Regions from separate parts of the Pan troglodytes genome. Here region 1 is linked to region 2. Evidence: chromatin contacts called from public capture Hi-C data. All regions are on one chromosome and are shown on one strand. The core of a region is the stretch at or near the end of the contact, and the rest is flanking DNA. Distances in the headings are between cores, read along the strand shown. Region 1 has its middle 95 kb from the start of MIR1251. Region 2 has its middle 83 kb from the start of NEDD1.

Region 1 (3,295 bases), core at 238-2,737, 410 kb before region 2:
TACAAATGCCACTTGTTCAAAAATATATATTTAGAAAGCTTTAGAAATCAATTAAATAAAAAAGAAATCCTCCACAAAATAGTCAACATCACTTTCATTTGTTGTAAATATTTCTGCAACACAGTTGTAAACCTTAAACAACTCATAAAAGATAAAATATCAAAGATATTTAAAGAAATAAGAAATAGGATATTTAAAAGAGTTGAACAGTTTTCCCAAAGTCCAGAAACTCAAACATTTATACGGGGAGTGGAGGGATGAAATCACTATTTTTTCTTTTAAACTATAGTTCAACAAATATAACAGGGGAAATTATGATAAAACCCATAAAAAGCTAGTTTTCACTTTGACTTTTTGTTTGTTTGTTTGTTTTTTGAGACAGGATCTTACTCTGTTGCCCAGGTTGAGTGCAAAGGCACGATCATGACTCACTGCAGCCTCGACCTCCCAGGTTCAAGCTATCCTTCCACCTCAGCCTCCAGAGTGGCTGAGACTATAGGTATGAACCACCATGTTAGGCTAATTTATTTATTTATTTTACTTTGTTTTTTTTTTTAGAGACAGGGGCTCTCTATGTTGCCCAAGCTGGTCTTGAACTCCTGGGCTCAAGCAATCCTCCCACCTCAACCTCCCAAAGTGCTGGGATTACAGGCATGAGCCACTGTGCCCAGCCTTTCCACTTCGAACTTTTAAAATCATCCTTTGGAACTGAGAAAAAGAATGTCTTTGGGGGAGGGGGAGATATGTGGCTTTTGAAGAAGTCAAAACATTTCGGTTTTAGCTTACAACAACAAAAAAAGCCATTTATTTTATTTTATTTATCTTTATTCTTAAAACTTCAGCTTTTATTTTAGATTCAGGGTATACATGTGCAGGTGTGTTACTAAGGTATACTGTGTGATGTTGAGGTTCGGGGTATGATTAAACCTGTCACTCACGTAGTGAGCATAGTACCCAGTGTTTCCACCCTTGCCCCTCTCACTTCCTCCTCCCTCACATATTCCCCAGTGCCTATTGCTCCCATCCAAAACGCTGTTTTAAAATGGTGAAATATTAAAAGCCCCACCCCTGTATTTTGTGGTTTTTTTAGGATTTTTAAGCTCCTTTTGTAATATTTTTCTGCTATGCAGAGATTAATTCAGCTGGCTGGTTTCTAGCCCATCAGGCAAGGAAGTGTCCGCCACATGTAGGCAGTATAAATACTTGTCAACTAAACAAACAAACAAATATCACACTCCAGAAAATGCTTGTAATTTGGAGGGTGAATGCTGCTTCTTCAGGTTGGGGGGACGTTTACCTGCTGCTCTTATCAGGAGAAATCTTCATTAAGATGAGATTGTGAGCTCTGGGAATTCTCTTAGCTGGATATTTACAGCTAATGCTGGAGGCTTAACTCTTTCTTAAACAGACCGGTCATTTGACTCCACTTTCTATCCCAAGCCCCATGCTGACATTCAGTCTCCAAGGCAAATGCAAGCACACAGCTAAACAGCAGCCCAAAGGGCCACTGCAGATGCAGAAGAATAAAAGGAGGAATGCCCTGCATAGGAAGGGGAGGGGGAAATCACAGTGAGAAGAAATTCAGTTCAAGAACCACTCTCTGAGAGTGATCAACATGCCAGAGACAATACTCGGCATAATGAGTCCCAGAACTGAAGGAGTCTACAATTTAGGGAGGGAGGGCAAATTCACACTCAGATTTAATATAACATCACATGTTTTATTACAGAGACTCTGCAATTAACAAGGGCTGAGAAGAGAGGAATTGAGACAGGTGTAGGGGAAGTTTCTAGAGTGAAGTGGAAGCCACATAAAAATGCATGCAGGCCTGATGTGGTGGCTCACACCTTTAATCCCAGTACTTTGGGAGGCCTAGGCGGGAGGATCACGTCAGGAGTTTGAGACCAGCCTGGCTAATATGGTAAAACCTCATCTCTACTAAAAATACAAAAATTAGCCGGGCGTGGTGGCGAGTGCCTGTAGTCCCAGCTACTGGGGAGGCTGAGGCAGAAGAATTGCTTGAACCTGGGGGGCAGAGGTTGCAGTAAGCCAAGATCGTGCCACTGCACTCCAGCCTGGATGACAAAGCGAGACTTTGTCTCAAAAAAAAAAAAAAAAAAATTCTCGCAAACATCGGAGTGGAAGGCACTGTTTTTTTTTTTTGCGGGGGCGGGGGACGGTTATTACAATTTAACATTTCTAGGTCATGTGAAAATGTTTACTTAACCAAAGATCAGTACAAAACTGGAGCCTGCTGTTTTATAGTGAAATATCTATAGCCAAATATAATGCGGAATTGTACAATAAAAATACAGACCTATTTAGTGAAAAAGGTAGATCTTGCATGAGGAATGATGAACTGTCCCAATCTCATAGATTTTCTTTGGTACAGAGTCCCACTCTGTCGCCCAGGCTGGAATGCAGTGGCACCATCCTGGCTCATTGTAACTCCGCCTCTTGAGCTCAAGTGATCCTCCCACACCCAGCTAATTCTTGCATTTTTTTTAATAGAGATGAGGTCTGGCTAGGTTACCCAGGCTGGTCTGAAACTCCTGGGATCAAGTGATCCACCCACCTCAGCTTCTCAAAGTGCTGGGATTACAGGCATGAGCCGCCATGCCCAGCTTCCAATCTCATATAGATTTTCTTGAGTCTTTACATCACTCTCCAGAGCAGGGGTCCCCTACCCTGGGCCACAGACCCGTAGAGGTCCATGGCCTGTTAGGAACCAGGCCGCACACCAGGAGGTGAGTAGAGGACAAGTGAGCAAAGCTTCATCTGTATTTATAGCCACTCCCCATTGCTCAAATTACTGTGTGAGCTCCTCCTTCTGTCAGATCAGTGGCAGCATTAGATTCTGATAGAAGCGTGAACCCTGTTGTGAACTGTGCATGCAAGGGATCTAGGTTGCATGCTCCTTATAAGAATCTAATGCCTGATGATCTGTCATTGTCTCCCATCACCCCCAGATGGGACCATCTAGTTGCAGGAAAACAAGCTCAGGGCTCCCACTGATTCTACATTATGGTGAGTTGTATAATCATTTCATTATATATTACAATGTATTAACAATATAAATAAAGTACGCAATAAATGTAATACATCCCAAAACTACCCCCCAACCATCCCCAGTTCATGCAAAAATTATCTTCCATGAAACTGGTTCCTGGTGCCAAAAAGATTGGGGACCACTGCTCTAGAAGAATCTATTCTATTTTGTTTATTTAAAATGATCTTGTGTTGTTACAGACACAAGGCATTTTAAACCATTCATTCAGTGAGTCATTCATTCATC
Region 2 (3,037 bases), core at 318-2,817:
TTTTCTTCCATTCATTAGCATTTCTTTAAAACTGGAGCACAGAACTTCATCTCCAATCTGCCTTGACTCTAAATTGCCTGATCCTACCATCAGTAGCAAGACTGGGCCTGTCTCTTCTTCCATTATCATTTCTGACAGCCCCAAAGAAATCACTTAATATTCATTTCAGTCTTCTTTTTCAGACAGTCTTAAAAATCAATTTCAAAATTTTTCTTCTTGATCCTGTCATTTAGCACTGAAATGGCCCAAACTGATGACTTGGGACATTAGCATTTCTCCCCCCTCCCTTCAGGATGTCAGCTCCACTTTGTGAGTCCATTTTGGTCTGACTGAAGCTGGCTTTCATTTCAGGGTTGTTGTTTTTCACTGAGAAACATGATTTTTTTAAAAAGCTGTATACGTAGAACAACTTTCAATTATCCTTTTCTTTAAAAAAAAGCACCTTCAGTAAAAACAAAAAATAGGCAAAACACTCTGGCTTAGAAAAAAATCAGTTTCGATGAGTGAAAAAAGAAAAAGAAGAGACTTAAAGTTTGCAATTATTCTAAAATCTTCAAGAGTGCCACTTTAAAACCTCTATTTTCAAATAGTAAATTAGTAACAGTTCCATCATCTTATTTATTGATAAAAAGAGAAGTTAAAATAGCCATTCATGAAAAGATGCTAAAAGCTGCAAGGAAACCAAGAACACGAAGAAAAGGGTCTGAAAGAGAGGAAAGGTAATGGCAGCTTTTCTAAAGCAGAAAAAAAGTTCTTTGTCTTTGCTGCCATTCTGTGAACAGCCTAGAGAGCTCAGCTCATTGTCATTGTCGCTGCCCTTCTTCCTTGCATTGTTTTGCTTTTTCAGGTTGTCTTCAATTATCCAAGAAACATTATTAGAGAAACAGAGGGGTCGAAAACAAACAGAAGGACCAAAGGGTGAGGGAGGTACCTAACTAAATGAAACACATCCAGCTCATTTTATTCCTTAGCCTGTGTTTTCTCTTCTTAGCAACCAGAAGAGGGTTTTAAAAGTGAGGAATGAAACAGACATGACATTAAAAGAGAGCTCTGGACCATGCAAAACAGTCCTCCAGCTTGATAACCATAACCAATTTTTGCTCTAAGAATCACTCTGCTATCTTTGTAATTCCACCAGCTTGTTATTTATATATATATTATTACAGTGTCCTGATGGACCTCCCCCTTCCATGACTCTAGCTTGCTTGAGAAAGAAAATACCTGCTAAAACGATGAGAGAACAAAAGCCATCGGCATGAACTGCAAGAGAGAAAAACAGTTGGATTTTTCTTACAGGATCAAAGAGTCAAAAATCATTCTTTCTGGAACTGTGGAACATGAAACATGGGGACTTAAAAGTGTCACCTCAGGAATTAACAAACACGAAAATATGTGCCCAGCCCCAAACCACTTTCTGAGACGTAAGATAAATTGTAGGAACCTGTCCACATCACAGCAAATGTAATCAAATAGACTTTGAAAAGGCACGATGTGACCTGAGGATCCTAGATCCTGGATCTTTTCTGCCTGCCAAACATGTGGCCTTTCTGTGCAAAGAAGGTGTCCTGCTAGTGCCACCAGGAGGCCACTCACATTAAACACACCAGTACCGTCCTGGCTTTCAGGTTCTGATTGCATGAAGTCAGCCCATGAGTACATTGGGCTAAAATCACTGAATGTAACGAAGGGAAGGTGATAGTACTATTGTTTGGATGTTTATTGAACATCAATAATGCATTACACTCCATCTGCAACACAGAATTAGATGCTGCCCCTGACTAGGAACTCATTAATCTACCTGGATATACAGGCAACTGGCAACTAGGGGATGCCTTGACAACAAGAAGGCAAAAATAGGAACTGTTTAGATTATCGACTTTTTAAATAAATGAATCATCTTTAGAGACTGTGGTTGTAGCTGGGAGAAGAAAAACTTTCAGACAGATCCTGAACTAAGTCAGACAGTGAGAACATGAGTTCTGTATCCACACCAGAATTCCCGAAAGTTCTGCCAGACTTTAAGCAAAGTTAATAGAAGAACATCCAGGCTTTTTATAATTAGGTTATGATTCACTCTACCAAAGTTCCATTTATTTTACTAAGGAATTTACTTCTAAATTCTTGCAAATAACATTAGCTCTTTGAATCCATTTCTAATTGAATTAGAATTATAAACACTGCAAACTAGACTCAACTGCCAGAGACAGAAAATTTGTACTACTCATGTAATTTACATACATCCTTAGGCTCACAGGCAGTACTGACCAAGAAATAAGACCCTGAATTGGGATAACCCACCCTTAATCTAATGACACCATGCTTTTAGCTTGTTGATCTTCATCTCAAATTTCCTTATGATGCTTCAGCATTTGTAAAGCTATCTTCGATTCTAATAAAATGAATGTAATGCAAGTTCAATGAACAATCACAAAACATGTTGATTGAGAGGTGACTTTAGATGTCACTTAATAAAACCTTCCCCCACAGTTGGGAAGCACCCCAGACACATTGCTGATAACCTCTGCTTAAGCACATCCACTGACAGATGTCCACTTCTCAAGGCTCTCCTGAGTCACTCAACTTCAGTGGTGTAGGATCTCATATGGAACAGGCAACATTTACAGATAAATAAGTAAAGTTCTAAGAGCAAGAGGGAGAGTATACGTTTATTTTAGTTATCTCTGCTGTGCTGAAGCATTTGGTTTCCTGACACTTCCATTTCAAATATTCTATGTAACTTCATCTTCCTGTGAATTCTTTCTACTATACTACCTTCAAATTTATTCTCTAAATCAAAAGAACAATAGCACCAAAAATCCCAAATGCTTACGATAATTCTTTGCAAATTGCCTATCAGATTTCAGTTCGTATCTATTCAACTAAAGAAATGCATGCCATCAGCCTCATAGAGACAGAATGGAGAAAAGCACTTTGGATTTCATATATGCCTTAAAATTTCAAGTCTGGCATTCTCTAACTGGGAATGGTCCTGATCAACAATTCCATAGGTGACCAATGCATTGATACCTATTTATGG

What was found. Capture Hi-C pulls out chosen DNA fragments and counts their contacts.
Region 1: a contact with region 2 is called in a capture Hi-C map of stem cell-derived neural stem cells, with 6 times the contacts expected there. The contact joins two enhancer-like sites. A contact is called at or near these places in 3 of 7 Hi-C or Micro-C datasets (induced pluripotent stem cells and stem cell-derived neural progenitor cells) and 1 of 1 other capture datasets (stem cell-derived neural stem cells).

The regions. Positions count from the first base shown.
Region 1 is chr10:104,230,188-104,233,482 of NHGRI_mPanTro3-v2.0_pri, reverse strand. No RefSeq gene overlaps it. Among named protein-coding and RNA genes, the nearest start is that of MIR1251, 95 kb to the left of the region's middle. Within about 2 kb of position 1,487, at least 5 of the 24 cell types and tissues checked have an H3K27ac peak or open chromatin away from gene starts, as enhancers often do. A contact at or near this core is called in stem cell-derived neural progenitor cells and stem cell-derived neural stem cells, where this site is marked.
Region 2 is chr10:103,823,926-103,826,962 of NHGRI_mPanTro3-v2.0_pri, reverse strand. No RefSeq gene overlaps it. Among named protein-coding and RNA genes, the nearest start is that of NEDD1, 83 kb to the right of the region's middle. Within about 2 kb of position 1,567, at least 5 of the 24 cell types and tissues checked have an H3K27ac peak or open chromatin away from gene starts, as enhancers often do. A contact at or near this core is called in stem cell-derived neural progenitor cells and stem cell-derived neural stem cells, where this site is marked.